7 separate regions of the Mus musculus genome follow, and regions 1, 2, 3, 5, 6 and 7 are each linked to region 4. The links are chromatin contacts, called in public HiCAR-type and promoter capture Hi-C maps. All regions are on one chromosome and are shown on one strand. The core of a region is the stretch at or near the end of the contact, and the rest is flanking DNA. Distances in the headings are between cores, read along the strand shown.

Region 1 (2,700 bases), core at 58-2,557, 1.2 Mb after region 4:
GGGCCTGAAAAAGTTTCATCTGAAATAAAAACAAAGCTGTAAGTATATATAAATTTTTAAAAATGTAAATGTTTGGATTTTTTAATGAAAATAAAAGGGGCCTGGAGGTGTAGCTCAGTGGCTACATGTGTGATAATAACTGATTTGGTCAGATTGCTCTAGGCATGCAAACTTGTTGGCTGCTAAGGTCACCTTGAAGGTGAAGTTCCTGTACTTACAGGCCAGAGAGCGGTTGCCCTCTCCTGAGACTCGACATGAACTCCAAACTCCTTTTTCTTTTCACTTCAGCTAGGATGCTTTGAAAACACAAAGTATTCATGACCTTCCTTTATGAAGATGTTATGGCGGCAGGGTAGACAATAGAAAGCAATCAAGATTAGCCTATGAGAGAAGCCAGTTGGCAAAAACTGGGGAGCCATTCCCTGCCGAGCTTCATACAGCCAGTGGTGCGTGCCCAAGAGAAGCCTGAGATTGACAGATGTTTGGGAGCTGGGCGTCGTGAAGGTGACCTATAAACGACTGTTGGCTCATGGCCCAGTGCTCTTAGGGTAAATGTCTTTCCTTCAGCTCATTAGCTTTAAGGCTGGAGAGGTATCTCAGTGGTTATAGTGTGCAGCGCTTGCAGGGGACCTAAGGGGTTCTAACACTAATGGGGGGGGGGCGAATGGCGTCATTGTGACTGCCCATGTCCAGTTCCAGAGGATCTGATACCTTCTTCTGGACTTTGTGGATACCTACACTCAGGTGTGCACATACTAATACTCAGACATAAACATGTACACATAATTTAGCTGTTCTTACTGGATTTACACTTTTGGAAGAGAGAGATCCCATTTCATACAGTTACTAGGGAAGTATCATATTGTCCAATGCCAAGATTCGCTTTGAAGAGGATTTAGAATACTGTACATAACCATTTCAAGCCTTGCAGTGTCCGGAGAAGAGAATTATAAGTCCTAATGACGGTGACTACTCCCAGTTTAGGAAGCTAAAACTCTGGGTGCCAACTCCACCCCAGTCTCCAGTTCAGCTCTCCTTTCAGACACCAACTCTTTCCTTACAGCTGCCTGTGTAGAGCAATGGCCTTTTCCCCTTCAAAACAGACTATGTGCTGTTTTAAAGATATAGCCTCACTAGTGTGGGAGTCTAGCAGCAAGCAGTTGTAAAACTGCTTTATAACGGGACCCTCACTGGGCTCAACACTTTAGATCACAGTAGACAAGCCTCCGTGAGGCAGCTTTGAAATCCCAGGGCTGTGGTCAAAGTCCCGACCTCCTGGAAGGACAAAGTGTTCTGTGTCTGTACTACAAGGGTGTGGCGTTTGTAGCTAGTAAAATAATCTGAACACAAAGACCTCTCGGTCCTGCGGGGCTCACTGCTGGACTGAGTCAGCGGAAAGCGGTGGGAAAGGAAAGTGGCTCTTAGATTTCGGAACCTCTAACGCTGCACCACCCCTCTCAGTTCCGTTCCAGCAGACAGGAAGGGGCTCTCAGCAACTAACACGTACGCACGCTCACACACTCACACTAAACAGAAGATAAGATGAGGAACACGAGCCTCCTCTTCACCTCTGACTAGACTCCTGCTTTATCTCCGAATCCTCCTTTCCAGTAAAACCACCCATCTGTCACAAACAGGGATACGAAGCCTGCTATAAATAATGGTCAACACCAGAGCCTCTGCTCTTAACAGGACTGCAAAAATCCATGGTCCTCTTTAACACAGGCTAGGTTTCTGTATATCACGAAATAATCAGATGTTCAGGTTGCTAATGTCCAACTGAAGGCTAATGTTTTGGAAACAATATATTGCTTTGTTAGACATTTTATGTGTACAAATTAATTGGAGAATTAAAAAGCTACCAGAAATGACAACCACATCCCTAACACATTCTTCCACCACAATTTAAGCTTCTAAAAAGTGTACATTCTACAAACTGTTATTCTAAATACTCTGATTTCTGCAATTAAAAGCCTCAAAGGTATGGATTTTTCACAAACTGTCCACAATATTTATATCTCTTTCATAATTATGTGTGAGAGGTGGGGTTGTTGTCACTTCTGATAGCTTTTTAATTCTCCAATTAATTTGAACACATGAAATGTCTAACAAGGCATTGTTTTGTTTCTAAAACCTTAGCCTTCCGTTGGACATTAGCAACCTAAACATCTGATTATTTCACTTAGATAATTGTTTCCAAAGAATGTGTGGAAACATTTTAACAAGGTAAAAAAAAAAGATTCTATATAAATTTATGCTCTCTCATAAATCCGTGAGGTATGGAATTCAAATCCCAAGGATTCATAGTCAGGGAAATCAATGACCAGGACGAATCAGAAACACTGTATTGATTGCCTTCCTTTAAAATATCAGCAAGCCTAGGGTTACAGGCACACTCCTTTGTTTTCACTGTGTGTCCGATTGTACACAGCACTGTGTCACACAGGACATTTTCACAGCAGAGCAGACTTCTGCTCAGCCCGTTCAACACCATCCCTTCTACCTTCCCTCCCTCCTCTCCCTCCTCCCTCTCCCTCCTCCATCTCCCTCCTCCCTCATCTTCCTGTCCTCATCATTCCCCCCTGGGCAGTTTTGCTTTCAGTTTCATGTTGTATGCACATCCGTGGTTTTATGTAGTATATAAAATCTAGGAATCACAACTGAAAGCGCAATATTGGTCATTCTGAAACTAAACACACA
Region 2 (2,700 bases), core at 17-2,516, 1.3 Mb after region 4:
CATAAAATAATTTATTTATCTGTTTATTTTTAAAATTAGCCAATACAATTTATATAGAACAACACAGTTAAATAGTCAAAAAGATGCATACAACATGAAACCTTAATATATATGCACATACATACATATATATATATATATATATATATGTATTATTAAATAATTAAATTTAAGAAACTAAGATAACTAAAATCACCCAACAGTTTTATCAAGAACCATAAAAGGAGTTAATGACCTTTGACTCGGTAGTGATTCATTTTAATAATTATTCACAAAAAGAAGAAAAACCTACATGCACATGAATTGTAATTATTATGTGATCTTAGTGAGGCATAACAAAGCTATTAAATACTCAATTATAGGAAAAGCTGTTTAAATTAAGATGCATAGAAAGAAATGGAACTACTAAAATTACTCTTAACAGAAAAACAGGAAAAGTCATTTGTAATAACACAGAGATTATATTATGTGTCATCTGGGTTGAAACATTACCAATTGAACTTTGGTAACAGCAATCATAATATATACAGCTGCAATCATAAAATAAAGACATTTGAAAATTATATTTTGTGATTGTAATATAATTGCTTCAAGTTTCTCCTGCCCTTTCCTCCCTCCAAGTCCTCCCATAAGTCCATGCTCTCTAAGAAGATATTTTATCAAAAAGAATGTGGTTTAACAAATGAAAGAAGTTAGTTTTTTCCCAGGCACCCAGCCAAACACAGGGGTCTGAATTATCTACCACACACCATCTGAGTGGTAGAAACTTCCTGTGTGGGAAGCAGCAGACCAAATCACGAAGAATGCTTCTAATATCAAGAGGCCCCATGGTTCTGTACTACAGAAAGGTCAGAGCATGAGTTACAATAGGAAAGAAAGAGCATCAACAGAAGGATGGCTATGCAACTGGTGTACAGGATGCTCAGAGATGAAACAGAGGTACGTGTTCTAATATGGTGTGGAAACCATTCAGACAAACTATGAAGAATAAAACAAAGCCACAGAGCAACACAGTTAAGTATGGCCAAAAACATTCTTTGGCTACAAAGAAAGGTATTTGAGGAGGCATAGCTTTAATTATAGAGGCATGACTAGTTAGAGAGAATCCATTCACTGCCCCATTCATTTATACAGAACTCTCTGAGAGGGCAATTCTGGAGAAAGGGAGTTAAATATGACAAAGCCACTGGGAGATTCTACATAGAGAGACAGCTGCTCTAACATTTGCACCAGGGTTGTTTTACAACTTCCATGAATCTCACCTGGTGAGCTGTGGAGACTAGGTAGCATGGCAGCTAAATGTGAGGGAGAGGATGTGTGAGCGAGGAGGGCCGGGGCAGCCACTGCTTGGTAGGACAATGTATTTGCATGTTTTGAATGTGTTCAAGCATATAATATCTAATATGTTGTGCATAGTATATTACACATAATATGTATTAAAATCAAAATGAAAGTACACTCACTGAAAGATATCTTCATCCCAGAGTCATTTCATCACTCAAAGGCAATGCACAAAAATGGAACAAGCTTTCTTGGGGGTACTGGGGCAAGCTTTGAACAACAGAGGCTTGCAATTGTTCTTCAAGCCTTCCTCTTTCTCATGGTCCCACCTGACTTAACCTGAAGTCCTCTTTAAGAACAAAGTATATCTATTGGTAAACTCAAACTTTGGTAAGAAATACTAAGAACTGTCTTGGATTCCATTTTATTCTGTAGTATGATGTCATTCCTCAGGATCATCAAGGCACATCTCTTTCCTGTTTCTAACAGAGTATATTCCTACTGTTTCCTTTCTAGCCCCATTTCTGAATCTGCACATTGGAATTTGAGGCACACATGTAGAACCACTTGAATTCCACTCCAAGGTCAGCAATTACAATGCATGAAAACACATGGTTTCCAATGACTGTTAGTCACTGAGACTTAAGATCAATGGAGCAGAAAGGGCATTTAAAAAAAAAATACAGCGATATATACACAGATGGAAGTTTCTGTTGCTATCACACTTCATGTTCAAACCATTCTGTAGTACAAAAACACAGAAATCCTGATATGAGAGAAGCATGTTTAATTATTTGGCCTGCCACAAGACTGCCTTCACAAAAAGCCCTAATCTGAGAGACTTCCTGAGAAACTGCGTATTGAAGTTCTCTGGGAGATTCCAGCACTCACTAGCATCAAAACCATTGCCAGTCACCTTGGGCACACAGTTCTTACATGGAGCCCAGGTCACCCTTCAGGCAAAATCAGCACAGAGTCTTAGCACATAATCCTTTCCCTACCCCAGTTAATGACAGTTTGCAAATAATTCCCTTCATAGTAGATGCAAGAAAGTAAACTTTAGTGTTGATATTTTATATTACAGAAAATAGAGAACGTAGATCAGAATTAACTATCTAGGTTCCTCAGATTAATTAGTAACTCTCATAACAGATTTTCTCCAGTTACATAATCATCTAACTTATGTTTATATTGCATATCAAATTAATTATATTAAACAGGCTAAGCTTTAATTAAGATGACTCTTCAAACTCTTCTGACATTTGACTTTTTACCATTGAAAACCAAGTCTAGTAAGAAAATACATCACTTGTCTATCAATAACATATGATGAAAAGAATACATATATATATATATATATATATATACACACACATATATATGTATGTATATGTATGTGTGTGTGTGTTGTGTGTCATT
Region 3 (2,700 bases), core at 103-2,602, 1.3 Mb after region 4:
GGTCTGACAGTCCATTCCCCATTTCCAGCTGCAAATGGTGTCTCAAACTGAACGCGTTCTTCTTATCTGCTTACAATTTCTCTTCCTGGGTGATCGGGCTACGCGATTGCTGGGGAGGAAATGAGTAAGTTATTACTGTGAGCACATTAAAAATGGGGTTTCTCTACTTTCGCCAAAAATAAGCACATGAGGGACTTAATAAAACTTGCTGTGAGTAAACACACCAGATGAGGTAGTAGATGTATTCAATCCAAAACAAACGATGCCTAACTGTCACCCAAAGGCTTTCTTCGATCCACTCTAACTGCAGTAACGTGTACTTTTCTCTATTCTCTACGATCCCCGAACCTCAAAAGCTCATTCTGAAGACAACCCAGGCGCCACTATCTGGTGCCGGTCACCGTATCCACCACTAAAGTGCCTTTTCTTAGCAGAAAACTCAAAAAAAGCAGCCCTATCTGGGAGATCTAACCAGGCACGTCTCACCCGGCACCCAGGCTCACTTTCCTGGCTCCGTCCCCGCTACCAAAGCTCTCACCTCCCGGGCTGGAGTCGGGATTCCAATGGAGGGACATTGGCTGATGTGTCTCTCTCTCTCTCCCCGCGAGGAACACGCCACAGCTCCTCTCAACCGAGACCTCCGCGCCGCTCTGGCGGACGCCCCACAGGGAAGCCCAGACTCGGCCTCTGGCCACGCCCACCCTCACGGCCCACCCAGGCCCCGCGATCCCATTGGTCAGCGCGTCAGGGCCGCCCTGCCACTCCCGCCCCGGCGCCCTAATTGGCAAGGGTGCCTGCCACTCCCAGGGCGGCAGCGCCAGGGCTCGCTCTCGGCCCTCCGGCACCACCTGTTGCCCTGAGTGGGAAACGAGCAGGCATCGCAAAGGACGCCGAGCCCCTGCTGCAGGTCCGGTCGCTCGGCCGCCTCGCGCACCTGCAGCATGGGCCACGGTGACGCGGCCCTACGCGGCGGGAGCGGCCCACCGCGCCTCAGCTCGCCGTGCGCCCAGGCTCGCTGGGCCGCGCCAGCCCCTCTACACACCGAACGCCTCCGGCAATACTGCCTCCGCCCCGCCGCAGGCCTCTTCTCCAACATGACCCCGCGCCACTCACCTGGCTGACGGTCCTCCGTCGTCCCGCCTCCGCGGCTGTCAGCCGCCGGGGAGTCTGTCCCCGGGCAGCGGCGAGGCCTGACGGCGGCCGGGCCGACGCCGCGCGCCAGCCGGGCTAACGGTGCTCGCCAGCCTCGCTCCGGGCCGCGGCTCCGCCCCTCGCGCCGCGCCTGCCCGCGGGGGTCGCGCGCGCGCGTGCTGGCCGCGTCTCCTAGCAACGCCCAAACAAGGTCACGTTCCAACCCTTTCGGCGCCCGCCGCCGGCGCAGACGGGCGGGGCTTCGGCCGCGGGTTCTCGGTCTTTCTGCCGCCCCAGGCTGGGTGCGGGAGGGCGTCGCCGGTACCGCCCCTCTTCCTGTCACCCTAGGGCGGCCTCTGGGCGACCGCGGTGTTGATTCAGGGTCCTTGATGTTGGAGGACACTGGCCGGGTGGGTCCCTTACGTCACGTCACAAGGCAGCCTGGGGGAGTCTGCGCTGCCGCCCTCCCTAGCATGTGCTGGCTAGGATGGTAGCCTACCTTTTGTAAGCCAAGCGCTACCTCCTAAGTGAGTCTACGCCCCACAAGTTGGAACAGGAACCAATGCCCCTATTAAGGAGGAAGAAACGCACTTTGGAAACGCTAAATATTTCCAGTAGCCCAAGAAGAACGGGTGATGAAGCTGCAGCTGGTAACTTATGACTAGTGGTAAAGCACATTGGGCTCCATAGTGTAATTGTGTACCACTATGTTTGGCCTTAGGAGGCAAACTGTCGTTTTTGTGAATATTCCAGTCTTTGTAAAAACAGAATGAACCAAATTGGTCATGAACCAATTATAAAACGTGACCAGCAATCTTTTAAAGATGTTTAGAAAAACAAACAAAGGGCATTTTAAAGCTTGGTAGAACCTACAAGAAATTTTTATCTGGAAGGCTATAATAATAGTGCAATTTAAAAGTGTATTTTAAACTAGATTCTGGCCAAGCACTTGAGAGGCAGAGGCAGGCAGATCTGGATGCTTCAGGGCCAGCCTGGTCTACATAGAGAGTTGCAGGCCAGCCAAGGCTACGTAGTAAACCGTGACTCAATAGATACATAGATAGATAGATAGATAGATAGATAGATAGATAGATAGATAGATAGATTGTAACTTTCCTAAGAAATTTCCTGATCTTAAAATTACCATAGCCAGTAGTATTTATTTTATGAATAGTAGAAAGGATTGGGCTTCTTTCTGTTGTTTTTGTTTCTTTGTGGTTTAGTTTTTCTGTTGTTTTGTTGTTTTGGTTTTCGGGGCTTGTTTGTTTGGGTTTGGGGTTTTTTGTTTTGTTTTGGTTTGGTTTTTGGTTTTGTTTGTTTGATTTTTGGTTTTGGTTTTCAAGATAGGGTTTCTCTATGTAGCCCTGGACCAGGCTGGAATCAAACTCAGAAATTTGCCTGCCTCTGCCTCCCAAGTGCTGGGATTAAAGGCATGCACCACCCTCACCACTGCTCACCTTATTTCCATTGTTTTTAATAGCTGATATAAAAATCTAAGGAATAATAAGCACAGTGCCTAGCTTTAAGACAGCATCATTAATTTAGGAAGAAAAATCTCAAATGGCATAT
Region 4 (2,700 bases), core at 92-2,591:
GACAAGCTCCCGGGGCCTTTCGAGAAGCTCCGCCCTCTCCCGGTTGCTCTGGATACCTGTCCCGCTCTGGCCTCACAGAAAGGCTTTGGAAACTGTTACCGCCTTGTCTGGGGTTTGCAGACTGGCGGGTTACCCACGCTGTGCTCCCCTCTTCGGGTTGCACCCTCACAAAGTCTAGTAGCGTTCGAACGCACCCCTCGCCCGGGCTCTGATACTGTCCTCTCTCAAAGAGGACGCGCGCGGCGCCCTGACTAGGCTTGGGGCAAGCATTGTGTGTGCCCTGGAAGACTACACTTTTCCCTTGGTGAAGCGCAGAGTGGTTTTGTCATAAACTACGCTCTTTCTCGGCGGGTCCGGAGTACCAGGCGCGCACGCTCCCATTTTGATGTTTCCACCATGTTCCATTTAAGGGAAGAAACTTTCAAATAGAAATTGAGAACTGCAGCACATTGCTCAACGGGGCTAAACAGCTGCTGGAAAAGTCCTTTAGTCCCCAGCTCTGGTCCCCGCCAGGGTCTCAAGTGACTTTTAGCACCGTAAAGCCCCGGCCCCACTCCTCCCTGGCTTCCAATTCTTGGTAGGGCAGCGGCTGCAAAGGGGACACATCAGAACTAAGCTCTGTGGGCAGGCAGCTTCAGAGAGATTCTCGCTTCCAAAGGTCCCATCATTGTCCTTGTAACCCGAGCCCTCCCTGCTCTTCCCCCACTTCTTGGTGGAGGAAGTGAAATCTTCAAGTACAGTAAGTGACACCCTCCGCCTCTCTGTATACATAACAAAAGCTCCGGAAACGGCGGGGACGGGGGAGGGGTGCGGGAGGGGGGCATCTGAACTACCAAGTCCTCCCCCACCCCTCTGTGGCCACTGGAGGTTTTTTTCCCTCTCAGCACTCTCCAGGATGAATCTGATTTTTATACTTTCCTCGCCCACTCTGCTACGTACTCCTCCGGATCCTCTCTTCCAGCGCCACCTCTCCTTAGAAGCAGCTTCTCCCGCTTGCTTTCCTTACAATATTTTCATGTCCAACGGACGAAAGGAGATCATTTTTGTTGAAGATGTATTAAAAAAAATCTTATAAGCCCTATTACAGTGTTGAAAATGGAGAAAAAAAATAGCTTGGACCGAAAGCTTCTGAGGAGCAAGGCTGGAGCGTGTGGTGGGTGGACTCCGGGTCAAAGGTAGAGAAAAGGGATTGTGGACACTCGATCTGTACCCCAACCTCTACGACAGTGCTTTAAGGACATAATAATGGACCAAACAACGCTAGGAATGAGAACTGGTTGACTCGATACACTAGGTTTCAGTATCCCTCCGGTTTTAACAAAAACAGCGAGTTAGGAAGGAAGTAGTTTCCCTCGGTGGCTTTTCCTGGGTGCGGACCCTGCGACTTCTCCCAGAGTGGTCGCAAAGGCATAGGGGCGCAGGAGACCCAAGGGAAGGGGCCGAAAGCTGCCTGATTGACAGCCCGAAATCTGATCTTGTGAAAGAGACGTGGAGCCAATGGGAGGCAGCGATCCATCAGTTTGGATTGGAGGCCCCTGGAGGAGAAGTAGAGGAAAAACCACCGAATTCAGCTCTGTCAGAGGCGCTTTCGGCTTCCAAGGGGAAGTGCTGGGCAATAATTAATGTTTTTATTAAATTTGGAGGGAATTTTTTGCAGCCGTTCGCCTAGCGTGGCCTTCAGGTGGGTATTTCCAACAACTTTTTATGTCTCTCCAGATAATTGCATGGTTGTGGGTTGCAAAAACTATTCTTATGAAAGAGGTAGCTCCGTCTCTTTAGTCCCGTTAGGTGAAAAGCAAGTCTCGTTGATCGCCATTGCTAGTTTTGCCCACGTTTGCGAATCAGAGCCGCCTGGGGTACACTGACCGAGCAGGGAGCATCCAGAGTGTAAATAAATACATTGCCTCTTGTTAGGATTTTTGATACGACCGAAAGTATGTAAATTGTGAACTCTCTTGGCTCTCTTTGGATCCAGGTGAAGAAGGCGGCGTAGGGGAGGGTTATTTTTGTGAATGGGGCTGTCGAGGGTAATTAGCTATGCAAATGCAAGAGCTTCATTCATGATTTTTTTTTTTTTAAGCCTAAAAGCCATCTTGTTCCCCTCTAGGTTGATAGAAGTCCAGATCCCGAGGAAATCTCCAGCTAAATGCTCAAAATATAAAACACTGAGCTAATATTTGCGAAGAGGAGCAGAATGGATGGATTTTATGACCAGCAAGTGCCTTACGTGGTCACCAACGTGAGTGATCAGTTCGAAAGTTGCTGTTTATAAACTTGACTTGGACGGGGGTGGGGAGAGCGAGAGATGCGAAGGGAGGGGGCAGGGGGTTGGGACTGCAGACACTTTATCTGCTTTGTTGCCACTGTAGGGCGACTCTGCTTCTAGAAGCCCTATCTACAAAATGAGCTTACCTTTGAGTGATTCGGATAAGGCATAGTTTTGTTTTAAGACCTCTTCTTCTGGTTAATATGTCCACGATGAGTGCAAGAGGAGACGGAGGGCAGCAACAGCTGCACTCAAAGTTTGTGGCTGGGTTTATCTGCCACATTGAAAAGAACGAAGTTGAGACAAATGCTGACAATTTTGTGTTTACATGGGGTGTCTTGGGGGGGGTCTTCCCCCTCCCCTCTCATTTTCTCACTTTTCCCAGTTTTCCTTTGGCTTCTCTTATTACGGGTGGGGGTGCTGTCTGAGAGAAT
Region 5 (2,702 bases), core at 27-2,526, 1.4 Mb after region 4:
CTCCATAATCTTAACAATTACTTAGTGAGATGACTACCCATTTCAATACTACTCGACTTATGTCTTGTGTGCAGTCTTGTAGAAGGGACCTTCGGCTGCAATCATTTTTTTTTCTTCTCAACCATATGTTAAGAGAATCGTACATTCAGTTCAGCAATTAACCATCCAGAAAAAGCTTTGTCTTAGCATGGAAGGAAAAAAAAAAAAAACTTATCCCTAACTTTCCAGCCAATTGCAACCTCGGCTTCTCACCACCTCTTATCACTGCATGGAACCTATAGAATGCAGCACAAAGGAGAACGCGGTCGCTAGGCTGGCAGCACAAGGGCTGCGGGGGCTCCCGGTTTCTGCAGGTACCGGGTTAGGAGTGGAAGCCACGCTAAGGGTGGGGCGGTGGCCATGGCTTCCGACGCCTCTACCCCGCCTTAGAGGACCTGCGAGACGCGCAGGAAAACAGCGGGATGGAAGCCACTCGTGCCTCTGCGTCACCCTGGCCCCATCACGCAAAGCTCAGGCCTCGTGACGCAAAAGCCGGTCCAAGCCCGCTGGACGTTTGACACTCCCGAGAACTCCATGTTGGAGGGAGCGCCACAGGCAGCGCAACAGCGGCAAGCCACCGGCGCTCCGCCCCATCTCTAGCTCGATAAAGAACCGGACAGCAGGCAGCGACGTCTAGGAAGAACGCCAAGTCCTGGTCACCCTTATTCTGACTCTCCCTCCGGCCCAAGGTCCCAGTTCTCCCCGCCCCCAGGGCCGGAGCTCCAGCACTGCTCCCGCGTGCCAGCTCAAGAAGCGCGAGTCCCAGGGCATGATGGGAACTGCAGTTCAGCCGTACCACGCGCTATGCAGACTTGGGCGTCCGAAGCGAAGACCGAACTACAAGTCCCACCGCGCCCCAGGCCGGGGTCTCCCGTTCGGCCGGCCAGCCGGCTCCCGGGCGTGGGGACACCCCTCACCTGCCGTGGCCGCCGACGTCGCTGCCCCGGAGCCGCCGCCACCCCCGCCACCGCGGTGGGGAGCGTTCCGCTTCTTGTTCTTCGGCATCGTGGGCCGCCCGGTGCCGCCTACACTTGGAGCTCAGCGAGGATCAGCCGATGGAGCTGCACTGTCTACTCGTGCGTCTGTGCGGCGGGCGGCTGAGAGGCGAGTCTCGGGCTAACAAGAGAGGCGAGGAGCGGCGCGGGTGAGAAGCGGCAGCAGCAGCAGCAGAAATCCCCGTGAAGAGCTGCGAGCGGAAACGATACATGTTTCTCTCTAGCGCGGGAGCGAAGGCGGGGTGGCCAGACCACGACGCCTTAAGTAGCCAGACGGCGGCTTGTCGTCACCATGCGTGGGCGGGCCTCCATCGCTCGCTGGCCAATCGCTGCAGATCTCCCCACCGCGGCGTCCACTGGGGCGGTGCCTGCATTCGGACTCCCATTCCCAGAGCCTCAGTCTGCCCTCGGTGCCTGGGCTGCTATGCCTTAGGGCCGCGTGGAGCTTTGGGAGATGTAGTTAGCGAGAGGGCGCGGCCTTCTCCGGGCTCCTCCCAGTCCGATTGCGTCGTGACCTCGTCCCAACGAGGCGTCCGCCCTGGAATTCACCCGGGTAGTCACCGCGATGAGCCATGCGGCAGTTATGCAGCTTGATGAACGTCAGCTTGTAAGATCACGTGTAACAACCTTTCCCCTGCTAATATGAGGCCCCTGTCCAAGCACAACCATACCCTCCTGTGGGTTTAGGGACGTGGGCTCCCCACCCTCCAAAAAAAGTATGCTTTCAGCTACTTCAACTTGTATTGTTCGTGGACCTCATATTCTAGACTAATATCTCAAATAACGAGACTGATGATTCAGTCTCAGATTTTCTTACAAAGATGTGACCTTGATTCCACCTGCCAGTTTGGAGGTCAGTTTGGGATAAGAGTTTATGAGAAGTTCGCAGCTGGCAAAACATACATGAGTTATATCAACAGTCGCAAAGGGGTTTATTTTCTCAAGGTGCTCCCGTTGATCTGTTTTCCGTGTCGCAACACCCAGTCCTGTTTTCAGGAGCTGCTAGTAGGTTCCTATACTGTCCATATGACAGAACAAACTCACTGACTCGTGCAAGTGACTCACTCTGCACTCCACCTCTCACCTCGGCTTCATTCTATTTCAAGTGATGATAGTAAGTCTTTCTCCGTCTTAATGTCCCTCTTGTACCTTAAGCCAACTTAAATTTTTCTCTCCTTTTCTTTACTGCCATATTCTTAATAGTTAATATATTATCTTCCCCCATATTCTGTAATTTATTCACCGTAATTTATTCAGTTTGTTCATAGTGCCCCCCCCCCAGCAATTGATTTTAAAATGAAACTCAGGGCTGTATCTTGATCTCTAGCCATACATAGCTTCAGTTCATACCAGGTCACCCATTTCAATGTTTCATGCCCAGGAAGGCTGATTATTTACTCAAGTGTCTTGTTTGACTAATCCACCTATGTTTATAGTTGTTCCAGAACCTCACAGACTGCCAGTCCTCCTAACCTAGCCTCTCTCACTGCTTTCTAGATATCTTGTTCTTCTCCTGAACTCAACTGGTCTTCGTTTCCAGTACAGGGCTCTTTTTGTTACTTTGACTTCATTGTTCATGAATGCCCTAACCCACCCCCCATCTTCATCTTAAGAATTATCTCTGTCTATCAAGACCAGCTCAAACACTATCACCTTCACGAAGCTTCG
Region 6 (2,700 bases), core at 51-2,550, 1.4 Mb after region 4:
AGGAGAAGAAGAGGAGGAGGAGGAGGAGGAGGAGGAGGAGGAGGAGGAGAGGAAGACTAGCTACAAAAGTCACTGCTAAAAGGTCCTACTTTTAAAGTAATAGTCCAGTTACTAAACTTTGCTTGCCACAGACTAAGAAGGCGATGCCAAGATAGCTAAGCTACGGAGACATGGCACTAAGCCTGGTAGCCAGAACTCAATCTCCTTCACCTTTGTTCGATGGGAACCAACTCCTGCAACTTGTCCTCTGACCTCCAAGTAAGTGTTGTGGCATAAACATGCCCCGCCCACACACATAATTTAGAATAAAATCTGTCATAAAATTTGTTCAAGATTTTTTTTCTAAATCTAAAATAGACCAAGTAAATAATGGAGTCCTCTAGAAGGAGACATCTTTACAGCGAGCTCACAATGTTGGTAGATGTTTTTTCAATAAGCCTTTTCAGTGTTGCGACATGTTAAAATGAAAGACAAGCTAGTAGAGGAAAAAAAGGCAGTGTGATTCATGGGCTCCAAGGGCCTGCAGGTGGCTTCTGAGGGACTCTGCCAGTAAACGGATACAAGGACACACCTTGAAAACCAGAACCCACAGCTGTCAACACCAGCCCTTGCTATCTTTGGAAGCTGAAATGAGGGCATTCAGAAACAACCACCGAGGCCGCTGCAGAGTGTCACTACCTATTCCGTGTCGCACTAACTTGGCCTTCCTGCCGAGCTCCACTGGGCAGATTCTTTTCTGATCCTGGAACTCAGACACGTAAGTAGTTTCATTTTCCCGTGTTCTTGATCACTGCTAACAGCTGAGCCTTTCATCATCTAATAATTGCTTGATTCTCTACCAGTAGGACACTTCAACAAATAAAAATTGTCTCTGAAAAAAAAAAACTCATTGTACATTCTCCCTGCAGGTATTGGTATCAAAGCAGAAAACCATATTGTATGCTACGAACTCAGAATTGTTTACCAATGAAGGCTGAACTCAAAGCTTAATACGATGCTTCCTTGAGTGAGCCACGGCCACGTATGAACGGCATTCCTGAGTTCATGCCTCCAAGTCAGGAGGTAATTTTAAAAATCAAGTCTACATCTTTTCTATGAGCAGTCGAAAAGCACAGAATACATGCAATCAAAACCCCAAGGACTCAAAAATCATCATTCGGTCTCAGTAAGAAATAGCATGCAAATTACTTACAAAGACGTGAGCCTCCAATGCTCGGTTTCCTAGAAAAGACAACTACTCAGGAACAACTACAGCCAAACTTTCTACCAGTTCTGTAGTTCGCTCTTAATCTTCCTGCTGCTCACAAGTGCTCCCCTGAGGCCCGTAAACCCAGCACATAATTGGTGGTCTATATTTAGTGTAAATGTAGCCAAGCGATAACAAGATTCCCTGCAGTGGCTTCCGCTCTCATGTCCGAGTTTAAGATACGAATTGGTGAAGCTTTGCTTTAAAACAACAGACCGGCAAGCCTGGATTCAGTTGGTAACTGATGTGGTTCATATGAAGCTCAAGTTGAAAGTCCTTACTCAGTGGAAGTGGCTGTATCGTCTGACAGCACATTTCCTAGCTAGCGCTTCTGCTGTGCTGTGCTCCTGTGTATAAATACCCTGCAGCAGGCAGGAGCTGCCACTGGGACATCTGGTGTGCAGAGACCTCAGTAAACAGGGAGGATAGCTGTGATAACACAACTAGCGGAGTGGCTGATGTGTTAGATTTCCATCCCTGTATCCAAAATAAGTCAGCTTTATACTAGCCCCCCCCCCCGCCCCCCGTTTCAGACCTCTGATCTAGGCTTGCAGAAATAGAAAACATGGTAACAGGTACAGCTGAAAGAAGAGGCTTGAGAGGAAAGGGCCAAAGACTTGTCTTCAACCAAGCCTCACACCTAAAGATCCACCATTCTCCAGCGGTTCCAGGCTGGTGACCATGCAAGCCTTCTACACTTTTCTTTAAGGAGACTTCAGAGATCTAAACTATAGCAGCAGGTCCGGGGACTCCTGGGCTTTCAATTAGCTTTACAAAAAGTGTCTGTGGGTGCAAAGATTGCACACTTCAGCATTCCATCCAAAATGGGCTTCAGAAGCGCACCTGCCTTTTGGAAATAGCAGCCTTGTTTCCTTTCCACAAGTGGCAGGCAGTTTCTGCCCTCTGGTGTACACAATAGGTACTACAGTGAGAGCTGGGGCCTGCAAGCTCCGGGTGCCAGATCACACACAGTTTGGATGAAAACAGACTTGCAGTTGTTTAAGATCTGCCTTCGCTCACAAGTGCCCGCTCATTCTATAGCTCTGTGTGTTCCAGCTTCTCTTACACGGTTCTTTAGGGACATTATTATACTGTCAGAGAACAGGAATCTCACATTTTTTGGTCTTCCCATAGCTTGAGAACCAAGAAGACCATGCACTTGATACCTTTATCATTAAGTGCTGTCACCTGTATTAAAACTAAGCTCAGAAAAAATGAAGATGTTCCCATCATCTAGTCATGCAGGTCAAAAACCAAAACTCTTCTAACTACCCAATCTGTCCCAAATCCCCTATCATCTCAGAAGTACTTGCTTCAGTTTTGATGGCTGTTTTCCCCTTCTTCTAACATTATAACCTCAAGTACTAGTCCTCCAGAGATGGGAAACAGCCTCCACTGCCAGGGAGGGTAAAGTGGCAGCGATGAGACAACCCCATGCATGTGTCCATCCATCA
Region 7 (2,700 bases), core at 11-2,510, 1.2 Mb after region 4:
GCTATGCTGGGGTGAGGGCCTGAATTGAAAGCCCCAGCAAAATGGAAGGCTGTGTTTCACCAAGTGGGTGGTTTCTTCCCCTTCTCTCTGAGAAGTCACCATCAACGGAACAATCATCAAACCAAGGTCCCTACCCTCCTGGGTGGACACTGAGGACTGAGGGGGATGTTAGAAAGAGTAATGAAAATACCATATACTGAAGTACTGAGTTTGAGTCAGGGAAAACCTCTCCATATGTTTATTATTATTACTAATTATTATTAAAAGCCCCTAGGGAGGCAACGTTCTGTATTCATTTGACTACAATCCCCTTCACATTTGTTAAGAGTCAGAGAACCCAACTGAGAGACAAGAATTCTCAGACCCGAGGCAGACGGCAATTGCCTTTGTAATACAATAAAATGCTAAGCCTTACATTTCCCATTGTAATACGATTAGGTTTATAAGCCTAGCTGGATACTGGAAAGTCTTTTGGAAATAAACAAGGAAAAAAGAAAGAAAGAAAAACTATTTTCAGCCTGTTCTGCCCTGCTGCTGTATTATCCCAAATTGGCCAGTTTTATTTGAAGCATCCTAAACTGGAAAAAAAAAAAAAGGATAACAACAATAATAATACTCTCCTAAAATGCATTTTCAAAGCACACTGCTAAATTGGATCTGTTCCTAAGGTGAATGTGAGAAGGACAGGCCTTGGCAGATACTCCGATATCACACCTACTGCATTTGAAAAACAATCCCTCTACTCCATTCCTGCCCTCAACCTGCCATTGACCCAGCCCAGTCTTACACCCAAGCAAGGCCAGATGGGCTTCCTCCCCCAACACTTCCAGGCTGTACTGGTCTGGGCTGGGGCATTGTCTGGCTAATGGAATTCTGGAAAGAAGCCAGCGCTAGAGCCGGCCTGTGTGTGGTAGGGTTTTTTTTTTGTTTGTTTTGTTTTGTTTTGTTTTGTTTTGTTTTGTTTTGTTTTGAGTGATCACACACTTCAGTCTAAACTGAAGGTGGCAAGGGGTGGGGGAGAACTTAGAGGAGACCGCAGCATAAGGATGAGCTCTGCAAGTGGATAAGAAGTAAGCTCAGTCAACTGATGAGAAGAGAAAAATCATGGCAAAGATTTTAATCCCATGTGAAATGAAATCTCATCAAAGAAGGCATAGATAGGAAAAGCCTAAAATCCTACCTTCCAAAGATGTGTCAATAAGCAAGGGGCAGGATACACAGTCTTGGGTAAACTGCTCCGAGGGCAAAGGGCTGGCTGTCAGGAAATGAGCTTAAGCAAAGGAAACGGAGTGGTCTGGTCAGAGGATTTACACGACTGGTTTTTACCAGCGGGAGCTTTTGGTTTGCTTTTGATGCGAAGATACTTGCCTTGTCTTTTTCACAAGTACAAAAAAAAGAAAAAAGAAAAAAAGAAAAACCAGTGTAAAAAGATAACATCTGGAGCAGTCCCCCCCCCCCCCCCCCACACACCCATGGCTCTCTTACAGAAAACTGTCTTCTTGCAGTCCAGTCCTTGATCTGGCCTGAACTGCTGGGTTGAAAGGAGTTGGGGGATGGGGGGGCGGGGAGGGTGGATAAGAAGTTGGGCGCTGAAGCCTTTCCTCTGGCCAGTCAATTGGCATTGAAAGATTCCACATTAAGTCATCTGATGGAATTCTCACAAAGCAAGCCAAAGGCGCCGTGTTGTGTGCCAGGGGTGTGCTGAGTCCTTGTTATCACCCTATGTTTATACACAGTCTAATTGAAAAGTTTGCTTACAGCATCTGTACAGGTCTCAGAAGATGCTAATAACAACCACCACAGATCGTTGTCCCTCAATCCTCAATCTGCAGAAAGTCTAAAATGTTCATAGGAAATAAGTCTTCAAAGATCAAAGAGTATACCAGACTCTTATGACTCAAGGTTTTCTGAGGAATGCTAGCTCTTTGGCCTGTACTTTTCTTTGTGGGGGGTGGGGGTGGTATCAGAAGCCTATGAAAAGCACCTTTACAAAGGTGTGTCTAAAAAAACAAAAAACAAACAAACAAAAACAAAACTTCCTTGAACCCAATTCTGTGGTCTACAGCATTAGGCAAGTTGGACTGCCGGTGTACAAGGAAGGACCTGATCCGTGAGACCTCTGTGTTCGTCCACTAGCTATGCAAAAGAAAATAAAAGAAGGAAATCAGACCTAAGTAATGTTAATCCCAAAGATTCGAGGAGAGAGAATGCCAAAAACAAATCATCATGGCCAAATTAAGTAAAGCAAGCTTTTCCACTCCTGTGCATGGGCTGCCTCCCACTAAGGCAAGAGGTTAACACCGGACATGAAGAAGACAAGGTTTTATAGCTTAGGGGTAGGGGGTTTCCAAATGGCGGCAAAATAGGAGGGGTCGCAGAAGCGGAGCATGACAAGATGGTAGCAACCCCGCAGTCAAAACGACTTTATGAAGCAAAGTTAAGGTTGCATGATGACAACTTTCTGAAATGAAGACATAGAACATGCAGTCCAGAGTCATCTGTAGATAAGGTCATAAGCAGGTCACAGTCTACTCCTTGAGAAACAGATTTAATCACAAACAGGAATGAATCGAGTTTGTCTTTACTATAAGATGGCTTCAAGCCCAAGATGGAGTCAGGGAAGTTCTTCAGTAAGATGCAGAATGATGCAAACTATGTGTCTTAGTTAGGATTTTACTGTGGTGAACAGGCATCATGATC

The links. Promoter capture Hi-C pulls out the DNA fragments that hold promoters and counts their contacts. HiCAR-type assays count read pairs that join an accessible place to other places.
Region 1: a contact with region 4 is called in a promoter capture Hi-C map of liver, with 4 times the contacts expected there. The contact joins the enhancer-like site here to the promoter of Etv1 in region 4. A contact is called at or near these places in 2 of 39 promoter capture datasets (embryonic stem cells and liver) and 3 of 9 other capture datasets (adipose tissue, embryonic stem cells and liver).
Region 2: a promoter capture Hi-C map of pre-B cells shows a contact between it and region 4, with 4 times the contacts expected there. The contact joins the enhancer-like site here to the promoter of Etv1 in region 4. A contact is called at or near these places in 3 of 39 promoter capture datasets (the C10 cell line, liver and pre-B cells), 1 of 115 datasets of contacts at active chromatin or transcription factors (astrocytes) and 1 of 9 other capture datasets (adipose tissue).
Region 3: a contact with region 4 is called in a promoter capture Hi-C map of pre-B cells, with 3 times the contacts expected there. The contact joins the promoter of Arl4aos here to the promoter of Etv1 in region 4. A contact is called at or near these places in 14 of 39 promoter capture datasets (the 3T3-L1 cell line, 3T3-L1-derived adipocytes, the C10 cell line and 9 more), 18 of 484 Hi-C or Micro-C datasets (CD4 T cells, CD8 T cells, LSK cells and 12 more), 8 of 115 datasets of contacts at active chromatin or transcription factors (astrocytes, cardiomyocytes, embryonic stem cells and 3 more) and 3 of 9 other capture datasets (adipose tissue, liver and pancreatic islet).
Region 5: a HiCAR-type map of astrocytes shows a contact between it and region 4, with 2.3 times the contacts expected there. The contact joins the promoter of Ifrd1 here to the promoter of Etv1 in region 4. A contact is called at or near these places in 6 of 39 promoter capture datasets (the C10 cell line, hippocampal neurons, liver and 3 more), 2 of 484 Hi-C or Micro-C datasets (embryonic stem cells and nephron progenitors), 6 of 115 datasets of contacts at active chromatin or transcription factors (astrocytes, embryonic stem cells, heart atrium and 2 more) and 1 of 9 other capture datasets (liver).
Region 6: a contact with region 4 is called in a HiCAR-type map of astrocytes, with 4 times the contacts expected there. The contact joins the promoter of Lsmem1 here to the promoter of Etv1 in region 4. A contact is called at or near these places in 2 of 39 promoter capture datasets (both in the C10 cell line), 1 of 115 datasets of contacts at active chromatin or transcription factors (astrocytes) and 1 of 9 other capture datasets (liver).
Region 7: a promoter capture Hi-C map of embryonic stem cells shows a contact between it and region 4, with 3 times the contacts expected there. The contact joins the enhancer-like site here to the promoter of Etv1 in region 4. A contact is called at or near these places in 2 of 39 promoter capture datasets (embryonic stem cells and stem cell-derived epiblast-like cells), 1 of 484 Hi-C or Micro-C datasets (embryonic stem cells), 3 of 115 datasets of contacts at active chromatin or transcription factors (astrocytes and embryonic stem cells) and 3 of 9 other capture datasets (adipose tissue, embryonic stem cells and liver).

Annotation. Positions count from the first base shown.
Region 1 is chr12:40,015,729-40,018,428 of GRCm38.p6, forward strand. No RefSeq gene overlaps it. Among named protein-coding and RNA genes, the nearest start is that of Arl4a, 21 kb to the right of the region's middle. Within about 2 kb of position 1,308, at least 254 of the 459 cell types and tissues checked have an H3K27ac peak or open chromatin away from gene starts, as enhancers often do. A contact at or near this core is called in adipose tissue, embryonic stem cells and liver, where this site is marked.
Region 2 is chr12:40,107,580-40,110,279 of GRCm38.p6, forward strand. All of the region lies in intron 3 of Scin (scinderin), which reads right to left. Among named protein-coding and RNA genes, the nearest start is that of Scin, 25 kb to the right of the region's middle. Within about 2 kb of position 1,267, at least 32 of the 459 cell types and tissues checked have an H3K27ac peak or open chromatin away from gene starts, as enhancers often do. A contact at or near this core is called in pre-B cells, where this site is marked.
Region 3 is chr12:40,036,725-40,039,424 of GRCm38.p6, forward strand. It overlaps Arl4aos (ADP-ribosylation factor-like 4A, opposite strand), which reads left to right and starts at 1,353. Exons shown (of 3, transcript NR_166749.1): 1 at 1,353-1,781. It overlaps Arl4a (ADP-ribosylation factor-like 4A), which reads right to left and starts at 1,263. Exons shown (of 2, transcript NM_001039515.1): 1 at 1,114-1,263; 2 at 1-109. The coding sequence starts at 22.
Region 4 is chr12:38,778,741-38,781,440 of GRCm38.p6, forward strand. Etv1 (ets variant 1) reads left to right here and starts at 1,342. Exons shown (of 13, transcript NM_007960.5): 1 at 1,342-1,681; 2 at 2,108-2,239. The coding sequence starts at 2,195.
Region 5 is chr12:40,221,913-40,224,614 of GRCm38.p6, forward strand. It overlaps Ifrd1 (interferon-related developmental regulator 1), which reads right to left and starts at 1,277. Exons shown (of 12, transcript NM_013562.2): 1 at 957-1,277. The coding sequence starts at 1,044. Mir1938 (microRNA 1938) reads right to left here and starts at 899; the gene lies at 800-899. It overlaps Gm7008 (predicted gene 7008), which reads left to right and starts at 1,452. Exons shown (of 3, transcript NR_045157.1): 1 at 1,452-1,641.
Region 6 is chr12:40,198,015-40,200,714 of GRCm38.p6, forward strand. It overlaps Lsmem1 (leucine-rich single-pass membrane protein 1), which reads right to left and starts at 1,301. Exons shown (of 4, transcript NM_001033437.2): 1 at 1,193-1,301.
Region 7 is chr12:39,997,466-40,000,165 of GRCm38.p6, forward strand. No RefSeq gene overlaps it. Among named protein-coding and RNA genes, the nearest start is that of Arl4a, 39 kb to the right of the region's middle. Within about 2 kb of position 1,261, at least 67 of the 459 cell types and tissues checked have an H3K27ac peak or open chromatin away from gene starts, as enhancers often do. A contact at or near this core is called in adipose tissue, embryonic stem cells and stem cell-derived epiblast-like cells, where this site is marked.